2 separate regions of the Sus scrofa genome follow, and region 1 is linked to region 2. The links are chromatin contacts, called in public promoter capture Hi-C maps. All regions are on one chromosome and are shown on one strand. Each heading gives the region's core, a stretch centred on a gene start, on an enhancer-like site or on the middle of the called end of the contact. The rest is flanking DNA. Distances are from core to core; before and after follow the strand shown. Region 1 holds the start of RPAP1 (RNA polymerase II-associated protein 1). Region 2 holds the start of PLA2G4E (cytosolic phospholipase A2 epsilon).

What was found. Promoter capture Hi-C pulls out the DNA fragments that hold promoters and counts their contacts.
Region 1: a promoter capture Hi-C map of skeletal muscle shows a contact between it and region 2, with 10 times the contacts expected there. The contact joins the promoter of RPAP1 here to the promoter of PLA2G4E in region 2. A contact is called at or near these places in 1 of 5 promoter capture datasets (skeletal muscle) and 1 of 47 Hi-C or Micro-C datasets (embryonic fibroblasts).

What each region holds. Positions count from the first base shown.
Region 1 is chr1:129,835,277-129,842,580 of Sscrofa11.1, forward strand. RPAP1 (RNA polymerase II-associated protein 1) reads left to right here and starts at 3,280. Exons shown (of 25, transcript XM_003121581.4): 1 at 3,280-3,376; 2 at 4,138-4,393; 3 at 4,678-4,826; 4 at 5,103-5,192; 5 at 6,555-6,675. The coding sequence starts at 4,213.
Region 2 is chr1:129,287,010-129,294,669 of Sscrofa11.1, forward strand. PLA2G4E (cytosolic phospholipase A2 epsilon) reads left to right here and starts at 1,718. Exons shown (of 20, transcript XR_002345386.1): 1 at 1,718-2,434; 2 at 2,864-3,087.

The DNA of each region.
Region 1 (7,304 bases), core at 2,030-4,529, 550 kb after region 2:
TTAAAACTACCATGAGGTATCAACTCACACTGAGCACAATGCCCATAACTTAAAAAACTACAAATAGCAAATGCTGGAGTGGGTGTAGAAAAAAGAGAACCTTCCTACACTGTTGGTGGGAATGTAAGTTGGTGCAGCCACTATGGAAAACAGTATGGAAGTTCCGCAAAAAACTAAAAAAAGAGTTGCCAAATGATCCTGCATCCCACTTGGGCAAATAATCTAGACAAAACCCCAACTCAAAAAGATATATAGGAGTTCCTGTTGTGGCTCAGTGGTAACAAACCAGACTAGTATCCAGGAGGGTTTGGGTTCGATCCCTGGCCCTGCTCCACAGGTTAAGGATCTGGCGTTGCTGTAATTGAGGCTTAGGGCAGCAGCTGCAGCTGATTTGACTCCTAGCCTGGGAACTTCCATATGCCATGGTGCAGCCGTAAAAAAAAAAAAAAAGAAAAAGATGTATAAATCAACTATACTTTAATAAAAAATTTCTTAAGAAAGATACATGAACAACAATATTCAAAGGAGCACTATCTACAATAGTAAACAGACATGGAAAACAGCCTAAAGGTCTGTGGACAGATGAATGAATAAAGAAGATGTGGCACATACATGCAATGGAATACTATTCAGCTATAAAAAAGAATGAAATATGGAGTTCCCATCGTGGCTCAGTGGTTAACGAATCTGACTAGGAACCATAAGGTTTCGGGTTCAATCCCTGGCCTTGCTCAGTGGGTTGAGGATCTGGCGTTGCTGTGAGCTGTGTGGTGTACGTTGCAGACTCGGCTTGGATCCTGCATTGCTGTGGCTGTGGCGTAGGCCAGCAGCTACAGCTCTGATTAGACCCCTAGTCTGGGAACCTCCATATTCCACAGGAGCAGCCCTAGAAAAGGCAAAAAATAAATAAATAAATAAATAAATAAATAAATAAATAAATAAATAAAATAAAAAAGAATGAAATAATTCCTTTTGAAGCAACATGGATAGACCTAGAGATTATCACACTAAGTAAGTCAGAAAGAGAAAAATACCATGTATCACTTATATGTGTAATGTAAAATATGGCACAGATGAACCTATTTACAGAAGAGAAACAGACTCATAGAGAAGAGACTTGTGGCTGCCAAGGGGGAAGGGGCCATGAGGAGGGAGGGAGCCGTGAGGAGGGAGGGATTGGGAGTTTGGGATTAGTAGATACAAACTATTATATATAGGATGGATAAACAACAGGGTCCTACAGTATGGCATAGGGAACTATATTCAATACTCCGTGATAAGCCATAATGGAAAAGAATACGAAAAAGAATCTATATATGTATAAATGAATCACTTTGCTATACAGCAGAAATTAACATAACACTGTAGGAGTTCCCGCTTTGGCACAGTGGGCTAATGATCTGCCTTGTCTCTGTGGAGGCACCCGAGGCATATGGAACTTCCATATGCCGCAAGTGTGTCTGGGGAATAAAAAAAACTATAAATCAACTATACCTCAATAAAATTTAAAAGAAAAAAGATTCATCAGTAAGTTAAAAAATTGGCCACCTGGGAGTTCCCATTGTGGTACAGCAGAAACAATTCCGACTAGTATCCATGAGAATGCAGGCTCAATTCCTGGCCTTGCTCAGTGGGTCAGTGATCCAGTGTTGTCGTGAGCTGTAATGTAGGTTGCAGACATGGCTTGGATCACCTGTTGCTGTGGCGGGCAATTACAGCTCTGATTCAACCCCTAGCCTGGGAACTTCCATATCCCACAGGTGCACGCCTAAAAAGAAAAAAAAAAAAATGGCCACCTGATCCATCCTTATAAAGTCCTCCTCGACCTTTTACCTAATGGTTTTATCAGTCATTGATTATCATTGCCTGGAAAGATTATTTCTTTAGTGGTTGCAAATAATGATTTTATACTTTCATTCTTCCTGCATTTTTGGCTCCAATTTTCCTCCCTATTCACTGTAACTTCTGACCAGCCAGTACCATTTGGACCCCAAGGTTGGCTAAATCCTAGTAGCTGAAATTTACTGCTGCAGCTGAAACCAAGAAACCTAAAGAAGGATTCTGTAAACTATTTGGAAAGTTGTTAGAAATGCAAATTCTTGGGTTCTGTCAAAGACCTATCAATTCAGAAACTCGGGTGAGGCCCAGAATCTGGTTCAACAAGCCCTCCAGGTGCTTCTGAGGCCTGCTAAAGTTTGAGAACTCCTGGACTAACATTGACTTCCCCGAGATGGCCTTCAACCAAGCAATAATTTACTAAAGTCCTGTGTGCATGGCAATATGCTGGGTGCTGAGCATTATCGGTGCAAAACAGAAGGCCCACTTCTCCCAAGGAACCCACAGTCTAGACCAGGGAACAGGGCACATGCTTGTGAAGAGGTAACCAGTGGTAGGTGATAGTCAGCAGTATGTTCCCAACATGGCACACAAGTAGTAGAGATGGAAGATTCCAGGAAAATTCAGTGCAGAGGCCCAGTTGGTAAAAGTTTATAGTTGATTCCAACTAGGTCTTAAAGGAAGAAAAAGACTTTGGGGTGGGGTGGAGGAAAAAAGAGGGAGGATTTCTTTTCTTTTCTGGCTCCACCTGCGGGATATGGGAGTTCCCAGGCAACTACAGCTGCCAGACCAAGCCACAGCCACAGCCACAGCAGATCTGAACCGCAATGCAACCCTGACCTACACCGCAGCTTGCAGCCATACCAGATCCTTAACCCACTGAGCGAGGCTAGGGATCGAACCTGCAGCCTCACGGATACCTGTTGGGTTCACTTCTGCTGAGCCACAAGAACTCTGAAGGAGGATTTCTAAGTAGAGATACTGGCAGGAGCAAAGTCAGGATGTCCCTGAAGAGAATCACCTGGCAGTCAGTGAGGCTGTTCTAGCCTCTCTTCTCATCACCATTCAGGCAGTGTTTCTTGCGCTTTGTCTTCCCTTTTTCCTGGTTAGCTTCTTGCTCGCCCATAATCACACTGGGGAGGCCACACGTGTGTATGCAGGTTTCTAAGTGCTGGCCCTGAGCTTGGGTGCTGGAGTGGTGGATGCAGTTACCCAAGCTGGTGAATGCAGGATGCCTGAGGAACCCTTTGCCTCTGTCAAGGGTGTTGTGAGTGTAGAAAGGCTTGTGCTGGCTATGCATCTGAAGAGTGAATGTTACGAGTGTCTGCCTGGAGCTCACGAAGTGAGGTAGACCGCGGCAAGCGGAATATATTCGCGTTCAAGCGTCCAAAACACCGCAAGGGCAACCTTTTCCCAAGAGTGGGCGGGGCCAGGCCATGGAGAGGAGGGGCCGGGTTGCGGAGCGGAAGTTCGAAATGAAGGCGGCGGAAGCCCGGCCCCAGCGGGGCAAAATGGCAGCGCCCAGAACGTCCTAGATCAAGTAAGTGGCTTGGCTGGAGGGAAGGACCTTAGGATATCTCGGTGAAAGGGGCTGGTACACGGTATGTAGTTCTTTGTCGTAGCCGTCCCCATTATCTTTGGTCCGGCCAGGAGCGGCCGCGGTCATGTCGATGCGGAGATCCCAGCCATGGCCCCCCATTCTCTGGCGGCATAGGCTGAAACTCGGTGATTTCTCTTTGCTGATGCGGGTGGTCCAGGAGCTCCGGCGACCGTAGAGCCCTAGGGGCGGTTGTGGAAGCCTGCAGAAAAAAGTCTTGAACTACTTTGGCGAAATTTATTCTTTTTAATGCTATAATAAATAGAATTGTTCTCTTAGTTTCGTTTTCTGATTGTTCTTTGCTAGTATATAGCAATACACATGTTTTTTTTTTCTTAATATATATCGATCTTTTATAGCCCAAGGTTTTAAATAATTTGAATACTCTTAGGCCAGGTATGTTCCCACCAGTTTGACACCAAATCACCACTCCTTGATTTGACACGTTTATATGCCTGGTTCCTGATGGCATTTTCCTTAGGTCCCTTATGGTTGTTCATGGGAGTTTTTATCATCCACAGATTGTAAACAACCTAAATCGGCAGTAAATATTGTTGTTGAGCTGCATCAGAGAGGGCTAAGTAAGGAGGGAATGGCGATAAGTTATGAATGAGGAGAAATGAGTTGATGTGAACTCAGGGAGAAAGAACCTTCTCTGATGCTCGGCTCACTGGTAGAGGGCTCATCATCTTTATTGCTTTTAGGGGTGAATGAGAGTGAGTCCCCTACACTGAAGCAGTGCTGGAAAGTCACACTAGGAAGGCAGCTGGTGTGCCAAGATGCTGTCGAGACCAAAGCCAGGGGAGTCCGAGGTGGACTTGCTGCGCTTCCAGAGTCAGTTCCTTGCAGCTGGTGCAACCCCAGCAGTACAGCTGGTGAAGAAAGGAAGTAGGAAAGGTGGCGATGCTAACCCAGACCAGCCTCCTCTGCAGGATCGTCGGGATGTGGTGATGCTGGACAGTGAGTGGCTGTGGGTATGAAGTTGAAAAGAAGGGTTTTCTCCCTCTTATTGATGTGGATGGATTCCCCAGCATTATTTCAGAACCACGTAACCTCTGTTGCTACAGCCCCATTTTACATATGAAGAAACTGAGGCTCAAAGAGGTTAAATACCTTGCCCAAGGTGACACAGCTTGAGCCAGGATCCCACCACAGCTGCCTTTCTTTCTTTGGCTTCCTACTAGTGCTCAATCTCTTCCTGAGAAGGTATGAGTAACCTCACATGTGGGTTTTTTCTTTCTCAGATCTCCCAGATTTGCCCCCAGCCTTGGTTCCTGCTCCACCAAAGAGAGCCAAGCCTAGCCTTGGCTGCCCCCTGCCTGAACACGAGGACCCTGAAGAGAGGCTGAACAGGCATGATCAGCACATCACTGCTGTCTTGACTAAGATTATTGTGCGTCTCATCCTGGTTTGGGCGAGGCATCCTAGGGCAGCAGGGATGTTGGGTGTGGGTGGTGAGCCTTATTGAGTAGAGGGTGATTCAGAAAGGTGGGACTTTATCTCTCTGCATTCAGATTAGGGGCTGGTTTAGAATCACTGTGTTCTGAGATGCATGGTGAGTTCATGACTCCGTAGAGTGGGGTTTTGGTCATATGGAACTGGGGCTAGTGGGATAGTGTCCACCCTGGGGAAATCTGTATCTTCACCGTTTTGTGCTTTGTTGCTGCAGGAACGAGATACGAGTTCAGTGGCTGTAAATCTGCCTGTGCCCAGTGGTGTTGCTTTCCCTCCCGTATTCCATCGCTCACAGGGGAGACAGGTAGGGAGAGGTGATCTTAGATAGTATTTAGAGCACAGTCATGTCACCATGATAGTGCATTTGAAGTTCCCCAGGAGGATTATCTTAATCATGGTTAGCAATTCCATTGTGAAAATAGCACCACATTAAGCACTTTATATGCATTACTTCATTTAATCCTAATAACCATGTAGAGCAGGTATCATTATCTCCTTCTTTTTTTTTTTTTATTTTTTTATTTTTCCTTTTTTTTTTAAGAGCCTCACCTGATGGAAGGTTCCTTCCTTATGGCTTATGGAAGTTCCCAGGCTAGGGGCTGAAACAGTTGCAGCTGCCAGCCTTCCTCATAGCCACAGCAATGCCACATTCAAGCCACATCTGCAACCTATGCGGCAGCTTGCAGCAACGCTAAATCCTTTAACCCACTGATCGAGGCCAGGGATCAAACCCACATCCTCATGGGTACTAGTCAGATTCATAACCTGCTGAACCATAATGGGAAGTCCTCCATTTTTAAGATGAGGAAAATGATAAGTAATTTGTCCAACCACACATGTAATAGATAGAAGAGCCTGAAATCCAACTCAAGTCTGTTAGAAGTAAAGGGGGCTGTGACTCTAGGCAGCAGAGTGTGTGGCCCCAATCACCACTCTTCTCAGTGGCTGGGAAACAACCCAGAAAAGTGCCTGATGGACATGGGACAATGTGGACCTGGGATGAGAATGGTACTTAGTACAGAGCAAGTAGCAGGTACCTGTTATATACTGAAGATGTCCTGAGGGATTCAGGCAGTAAGTAAAGGGAGCAAAAAGGTTTAAGTAGAATGGAAAAGATCTCATCATAAAATAAAGGTGGATGGAGTTCCCACTGTGGCTCAGTGGAAGTGAATCTGACTAGTTTCCACAAGGATGTGGATCTAATCCCTGGCCTCGCTCAGTGGGTCGAGGATCTGGCGTTGGCCTTTGAGCTGTGGTGTAGGTCATAGATGAGGCTCAGATCTGGCATTGCTGTGGCTGTGGCGTTGGCCCGCAGCTGTAGCTCTGATTCGACTCCTAGCCTGGGAACTTCCATATGCCGAGGATGCAGCCCTAAAAAGCAAGATTAATTAATTAATTAAATAATTAAAGGTGGAGAGTAGGGAAGTGGGGAGGGAAGAGAAAAATCAATGATTCATTCAGGTGACAGAAGCCTTGAGTTTTGCTGAAATGCAAGCTGATCCCAGGGCTTTCTGTAAAGCCCTGCTTTTTCTGAGGACTAGGGTTGTGACCCTCAAAGATTAAACAAGTCCCTTTTATCTTTGTTCCAGTGACCTTGGTATAAAGAGGTTGGGAAGAGAACAGAGTAATGAACATCAGTCATCTGGGTTTCCCTTTCGCCCTGTAGGGAAAGCCAGCAACATCTGGGAAGAGAAGTATCTTTGCCCAGGAAATTGCAGCAAGGAGAGCGTCTGAAGCCAAGATTCCACCAGTTAGAGAAGTTGCGTCTACCTTGGACCCACCAGGGGGTGAGTTGGGGTTGAAGAGTCTTGGATTCAGCCTCTTTATGAGAATTGTAGAGTCTTCTTTGGATATCATCTTTCCTGCCTCAAATGTGATGTGCATTTGAGCCATCTAAAGAGGGGCTGTCCCACATCCCCACTTAGAGTGTTGAGTATCGGCCTCTTGGGTCCATATCTGGGTTTTAGGTACAGGGAGAGAGCAGGTCATTACTTTACTATGGGAGAGAGAAAGGGGATAGAAGTGTCTGGTGGAGACTATAAACTAAAGACCAAGATTCCTTTTTTGTTGTTGTTGTTGTTGTTGTTGCTATTTCTTGGGCCACTCCCGCGGCATATGGAGGTTCCCAGGCTAGGGGTTGAATCGGAGCTGTAGCCACCGGCCTACGCCAGAGCCACTGCAACGCGGGATCTGAGCCGCGTCTGCAACCTACACCACAGCTCACGGCAACGCCGGATGGTTTAACCCACTGAGCAAGGGCAGGGACTGAACCCGCAACCTCATGGTTCCTAGTCGGATTCGTTAACCACTGCGCCACGACGGGAACTCCCCAAGATTCCTTTAATGATGCAAGTTACTAGCGGAAGAGTTGGGAGTTGGTCCCTGGAGGCAGATGGCTGCCTAGGCATCCAAGAAG
Region 2 (7,660 bases), core at 468-2,967:
ACACCAATGGGAAAATTATTATGGAATGGCTTGGTATGTTTGGTCTACTTGACAACCCCTTTCTCTTCATGGTTTTCTCCCTTAAGGGGGCTTTCTCTTCTTAAAATTTATTTATTTTTAATTAGAGTATGGTTGATTTATAGTGTTGTATCAATTTCTGCTGTACAGCATAGTGACCCAGTCATGCATACATATATACACACACTCTCTTTTTCTTTCCTTTTGCTTTTTAGGCCACACCAGAGGCATGCAGAAATTCCCAGGTTAGGGATTGATCAGAGCTGTAGCTGCCTGCCTATGCCACAGCCGCAGCAACGCCAGATCCGAGCCTCGTCTGTGACCTACACTGTAGCTCATGGCAATGCCAGATCCTTAACCCCCCGAGCAAGGCCAGAGATTGAACCTGAATCCTCTTGGACACAAGTTGGGTTCTTAACTGCTAAGCCACAACTGGAACTCCCTACATTCTTTTTCTCATATTGTCTTCCATCATGTTTTAAGGGGAATTTCCTGTTGGAAAGCTTTCTTCCTTACAGAACCTGCTCCCAGAAATTAAGGATGCCTGTTTTTATCACTTGTAGGACTTCCCACATTCTAAATGATTATTTTCATCTAGCAAAGCATCATGCCATTTTAATCATACCATGGAAAATGCCTTTTCTTTATTGATGCTTTTTGCAATAAAAAAGAACAGCAACATACTTTAAACTTACACACAGCTATTTGTCGAGTCTATTGCAATAAAACTGGAAAAAATAGTATAATTAGATTTTTAAAAATCAGTCTTTTATCCACTTTCCAATAAGCATTACTTTTAGGACTAACTGATACAAAATAAAACCAGGAATAACTAAAATTTCACATGGCATCTTTTAAAGAAGCATATCTTGAGGATATAAAAAAAAAAAAAAATGACCTGTCAGAAATTAGACTTGTTAAGAAATAGTGGCCAGAAGTTCCTATTGTGGCTCAGTGGGTTATGAACATGACTAGCATCCATGAGGATGTGGGTTCAACCCCTGGCCTCACTCAGTAGGTTAAAGATCCAGCGTTGCATGAGCTGTGGTATAGGTCACAGATGTGGCTTGGATCCTGTGTTGCTGTGGCTGTGGTATAGGCTGGCAGCTACAGCTCTGATTCAACCCCTAGCCTGGGAACCCCCATATACCGTGGGTGCGGCCCTAATGAACCAAAAAAAAAAAAAAGAAAGAAAGAAAGAAAGAGAGAAGAAAAGGGAGGGAGGAAGGAAGAAAGAAAGAGAGAGAGAAATAGTGGCTACGAAAGGAAACAGATTCGCCCTCAAATACGCTGCTCTGCATATTGATTATTTTGAATTAAAGGCTCTTAAAAAAAGAGCAGAACTTTTTTTCCTTCCTAAAGACTAGAGATTAGAATTCCTGAGTGGAAGATGTTCTCCTTATCCTGAAGGAAAGAAACATTCTTATCACCAAAGATGGGGAGTCAAGGCATAAGCTGACCTGGTTAAACTGACCTTTATCTTCCTAGTTACATACTTTTCCATAATTTACTGCCCCAGCTCTGGTGCTTCTCTAGGCTGATAAAGGTCAGAAATTGTTGCTTATTAAGTTCTGTCCTTATAGATGGAGAGGGGAGGAAACACACATGCTGCTTGTAGTCAAACAGGGGGAGAGCAGAGAGTGATTCTTGCATCTGCTCCTTAATTGCTTTCAGTCCCAAACAATCCTTAAAGCCAAGTGGTATATTTGGGGGTGGAGGGTGTGAATTCTACTACCTTTCAGCCCAAACAGAAAAATGGCAATTTAGGAACACCACCCCACCACCCCGCAAACACATGACTGGTCAGTCAGTCTGGGGGTCTGGCTGCTGCTTGATTTCTGATAGGGCTGTTTAGGCCAGAGAGAGTCCCCAGTGGAAAGGCACAGCCTCAGAAAAGAGTCTTTTGTTTTGTTGGTTTTTTTGGCTGTGCCCTCAGCATTCAGAAGTTCCTGGGCCAGGGATCGAACCCATGCTGTAGCAGTGACAATGCTGGATCCTAAACCCACTGGGACACCAGAGAACTCCAGAAAAGTGTTTAAATAGGGGAATAGTAGGGTATCCCTGATTCTAGAGGATGCTGGATCACTCAGAGCCTGGAAAGACAGGAAGATGCACCGTTTGGATGTATATTTTAAAAATACTTGTAAACACAAAGAGAGTTTGTTTGTTTTGGTTTGGTTTTTTTAAATTTTTTTGTATTTTTGTTTTTACTATGGAGCTATGATGGGGTTTCTTTAAGCTGCCAGGTGGCGTCAATCAAACCAAAGAAAGGGCTGAAAACGAAATCATTAAATTTCCTTCTGGCCCAAGGCATCCTTAGCGCTGAACACCAGGTTAAGGATTTCTTTGCAGGGCTCAAAAGAGAGATGTGCGGATGTCAGTCAAGAGTCGTGAATGGCTGCATCCTCCAGAGCCGGTGAGTCTCCTGATATCAGGGTCTGGACCGCCTCAGCCCCTCGCCCTCGGCCCTGGCTCCCCCGCCCCTCCCCACTGGCGTATGGCGTGTCACACTTTTAAAAATAGCCCTGAGCAGTGGGGAGCTCTCTCTCAGCCTGGATCCCAACTCACAAACGCAGGCCTCCCCCGAGAAGCGCTGCCCCATGAGAGCGTAATTCTAGCTTCCCGATTACTGTGGCTGATTGGTGCGCGGATGCCGCTGTGAACGTCCCCTCCCCCCAAATCAGCCTGATCCTTTGAAATAGTCACAGCGATGTGGGGCTCCCTTAACCAAGTCCTGTCTTCCTTCACCTCCTTAATAATTCATCAGGCTCATTTGTCTGCAGGAGGAATCCGATAACATTGCTGGCGCTTTTTTTCTTGCAAAATTCCCTTGAAATTTCCCAAGGATGTTTGCTGTTTGCCTCGCTGTTAAAGACCAGCCCCAGCTCCACACGGCCTGTTCGGAACCTCAGAGAGAGAGACGTGGCTGGAATGACACTCCAGGCCTCAGAAGGCCAGCCTGGCCTGGGAACTGATGTGTTTGTCTTACCGAGCCTGCAAGGAGATGAAGAAGGCAGTGAGCTGGAGCAGACACAGGTACAGGAAACCATGGCCCCCGGGGGCTCTCAGGTATGTCGGTGTTCCTGGGGAGAGGGCTCCCGGCCCCTTAAGTTTTCTGCACCTCCCCCCACAGCCCCCTCTGCTTTCCTGACTCTGAAAAAGATCACCTTGTGTTGTTGCTGGAGAGTGAAGGCATTGTAGCTTTGTTTCTTTCTTTCCAGTTGAGTCCCTTCAGCCCCACCCCATCACCTACCTGTCCTTTCCTGTCTCTGTGTCCAAAGAGATATTAACTATGACTGTGATGACTTTGTCCTGCGTACACTCTATGCTAGGGAGGGATCAGTGTCTCCATTTGATGAGGAAACTGAGGTTCTGAGAGGTTAAGGTCAGTGAGAGACCTGAGACAGAGGCTGTTTCTATTGATATGATACTGACAAGAGGGGTTGAGGTCCTATAGGTGAGGGACTTAGAAGACAACCTGGCAAATAATAGATGCCTAGCCTGTGCCATCCAGCACAGTGGCAGGGCAGGGTCATAACTGTAGCCACATGCAGCTCAGAGGGAGTTGGAGGGAAAGGGCTTCCTCGAAGACCACCCCCTACCTCACCTCCCCGACTGTGGCAAGAAAACCTTGAATAAGTCGGTTCCACCTGCTTCTTTGAATAGACTACAGACATTGAAGAGTGTTTTTAGGTCATCATCAGTGGGTCTAGATCTGTCTCCCCCTCACCCCCTGCTTCTCCTCCAGGAGGATGTGTGAGCTTCCTATATGTCCTAGCAATGGGGAGGGGGCAGTGTTCTCGTACCCCTTTGGCCATTCTGTTCTCAGTGGCAGTGCCAGACTGAGCTCTGCATGCAGTGAGGCTCGCTTCCCTCTGTAGGCCTTGCTCACAGGGAGCCCTTGAGTCATGGTCTCTTCACCTCCTGCGGACCCCTCTGTCTCTGCCTCACCCTCTGTCTGGACCCTGTCTTGGTAGGTCTATCATGGGCCTTGACCATAGAGTCACCTTGCCTGGCCCCGGTAGGTCCCACTTCATAGCTACAGCTGTCAACCCAGTGTCCACCACCTGAGGCAGCTGAGGATGCTGGGGGGATGGCCAGTCCTCCTGAGCACACAGCTCCTCCCCCTGACCACCCCATGGAGGCACCAGGGTCCCTGCTGGTGACTCCTCTCAGAGTCACAAGTAAAGAGTGGTTGCACCCCACACTTTCCCACCCTTCCTGCCACCACCTGACCCCCAAGGAGCAGGCTTTCCTCCCCTTCCTTTCCTGACTCCAACTCCTTTCCAGAATTCCTGAGGTCCTGGGGGGTGGGGTGTGGGCAGGCCTGCTTCTGAGATGCTGCGGGGTCCGGGGGTGGGGGGGGGAGATCTGAGGACTTCTGGGAGGTCAGGGCCCCCCTACCCTGGCATCCAAGCCTCCTGACTCACACTCATAGGTGGCCCCCCAAAGACTACGAGAGCTATTGAATCACAGTAGTGAGTATCTGCAAGGATGCATCCCATTAGAGGGATTGAGGGCCTGGCTGTGATATCAGACCAGGGCTTTGATACCTTTCTCAGCAGGTTGCCAGCCCTGTGACCAGTCTTAACCTCTCAGACTTTAGTTTCTTCATCCCTGTGGAAAAATCATGTCAGGAGCAGAATGGCTGGAGTGCGTGAAGCTGAAACCTCACTGACCACTGTTGTTGTTGTTGTGATTAATGATTAATTTTCCTCTTCTGCCCCTTTATCCCCACACCTGACATGGTCCAGGAACGAGGCTGTGCCCATTGTCTTGTTTTGGCAGCTTGAGCAAAAACCAGGAAGTCCACAGGGCTGGGACAGAGGCAACCACACAAAGATGCTGTGCTTAATCATAATATTGTCATTTTTATGTATGTAAAAGTAATTTCAAAAACCATTGGAAACATAAAGGAAAAATTCACTGTAATCCTATTAATTCGATACAATAACTATTCACTTCTAGTCTTCTCCTTTGTTAATCTGATAGAGTTGTGCTTGTAATACTTATACTAGATCTAGTATACTTGTAGACTTATGCCCAGGTTTGTTTTTTTTTTTCTTAACCTAAAATTAAAGTCATAAATGTTGTCTAGGTTGAGATTAAACTTCTTAATTGTTCCTTTAATGGCTGAATAATATTCCATTGTGTGCCTTGCTGTAATTTATTAAGATTTATGGTGAAATGTCAGAATTCATAGGTACATTTTTTTTGGTAAATTTCCATGGAATTTCTCAGAAACTTGTCAACTGGTCATTCCCTAAAAACTTTATGAAATATCTGAACATGACAAAAAGAATCACAGCTCTGCAAGAGAGGGTGAGAAGTTAGGGTGTGTATGTGGGGGGCGGGCGTGTATGATTGGGGAGGATGTGCTGGCATTTTTTGACAAAGGAATCCTGGATGTGGAGAATTTTGAGGGAACCACAAGGACTGGATATAGTTCCCTGTGCTATACAGCAGGAACCTTATTGCTTACCCATTCTAAATGTAGTAGTTTGCATCTACTAACCCCAAACTCCCAGTCCATCCCACTCCCTCTGCCTCACCCTTGGCAACCACAAGTCTGTTCTCTATGTTTGCAAGTCTGTTTCTGTTTTGTAGATAAGTTCACTTGTGCCATATTTTAGGTTCCACATATAAGTGATAGCATATGGTATTTGTCTTTTTCTTTCTGACTTACCTCGCTTAGTATGAAAATCTAGTTGCATCCATGTTGCTGCAAATGGCATTATTTTGTTCTTTTTATGGCTGAGTAGTATTCCATTGTATATATGTATCACATCTTCTTAATCCATTCATCTGTAGATGGCCATTTAGGTTGTTTCCATGTCTTAGCTATTGTGAAAGGTGCTGCAGTGAACATACAGGTTCATGTATCTTTTTGAATTGTGGTTTTGTCTGGATATATGCCAGGGAGTGAGATTGCTGGGTCATACGGTAGTTCTAGATTTAGTTTTCTGAGGAATCTCCATACTGTTTTTCTGGATATATGCCAGGGAGTGAGATTGCTGGGTCATACGGTAGTTCTAGATTTAGTTTTCTGAGGAATCTCCATACTGTTTTTCATAGTTGTTGTATCAGTTTACATTCCCACCAACAGTGTAGGAGGGTTCCCTTTTCTCCACACCCTTTCCAGCATTTGTTATTTATAGACTTATTAATGATGGCCCTTCTGTCCAGTGTGAGGTGGTACCTCATAGTAGTTTTGATTTTCATTTCTGTAATAATTAGTGATGTCGAGCATTTTTTCATGTGACTGTTGGCCATCCATATATCTTCTCTGGAGAAATGTTTGTTTAGGTCTTCTGCCCATATTTTGATTGAGTTGTTTGGGGGTTTTGTTGTTGTTGAGCTGTAGGAATTGTTTGTTTATTTTTGAGATTAAGCCCTTAGTGGTCGCATCATTTGCAACTATTTTTTCCCATTCCATAGGCTGTCTTTTCTTTCCTTCTTTCTTTCCTTCCTTCCTGTCTATCTTTTCTTTTCTTTTCTTTTCTTTCTTTCTTTCTTTCTTTCTTTCTTTCTTCCTTCCTTCCTTCCTTCCTTCCTTCCTTCCTTCCTTCCTTTCTTTCTTTCTTTCTTTCTTTCTTTCTTTCTTTCTTTCTTTCTTTCTTTCTTTCTTTCATGGTTTCCTTTTCTGTGCCAAAGCTTGCAAGTTTAACTAAGTCCAATTTGTTTCTGTTTTTATTTCTATTGCCTTGGGAGACTGATTGAAGAAAACATTTGTACAGTTGATGTCAGAGAATGTTTTGCCTAGGTTCTCTTCTAGGAGTTTTATGGTGTCTTATGTTTAGGTCTTTAAGCTATTTTGAGTTTATTTTTGTGCATGATGTCAGGGTGTGTTCCAGTTTCATTGATTTACATGCGGCTATCCAGTTTTCCCAACACCACTGGCTAAAAAGACTGTCTTTTTCCCATTTTATATTCTTGCCTCCTTTGTCAAAGATTAATTGACTGTAGGTGTCTGGGTTTGTTTCTGGGTTCTCTATTCTGTTCCATCAGTCTGTTTGTCTGTTTTGGTACCAGTACCACACTGTCATGATGACTGTAGCTTTGTAATATTGCCTGAAGTCTGGGAGAGTTATGCCTCCTGCTTCTTCCCCCCACCCCATTATTGCTTTGGCAATTCTGGGTCTTTTATGGTTCCATGTAAATTTTTAGATTATTTGTTCTGGTTCTGTGAAAAATGTCATGGATAATTTCATAGGGATCTCATTCAATCTGTAGATCGCTTTGGGTAGTCTGGTCATTTTAATTATATTAATTCTTCCAATCCAGGAGCATGGGATATCTTTCTAGTTCTTTGACTCCTCTTTCTTTTATTAAAGTTTTATAGTTCTCAGTGAAATAAGTCTTTCACCTCCTTGAGAATCCACCAACCTGTATTTTTTAATTTTTTTTTGTTTTACATTTTAACAGCTTTCTTGTGAACTAATTCATAACATCATAAAATATACTCAGAGTATCTATTTAGGTGGATTTTAGTATATTCAGGGTAGGGCAACCATCACCACTATCTAATTTCATTATCTCAAAGGAAATCTACTCCCCTAGGCCTAAGTAACCATTAATCTATTTTATTTCTTTTTTAATTCAGTGAATTTTATTATATTTATAATTGTGCTACCGTCATCAC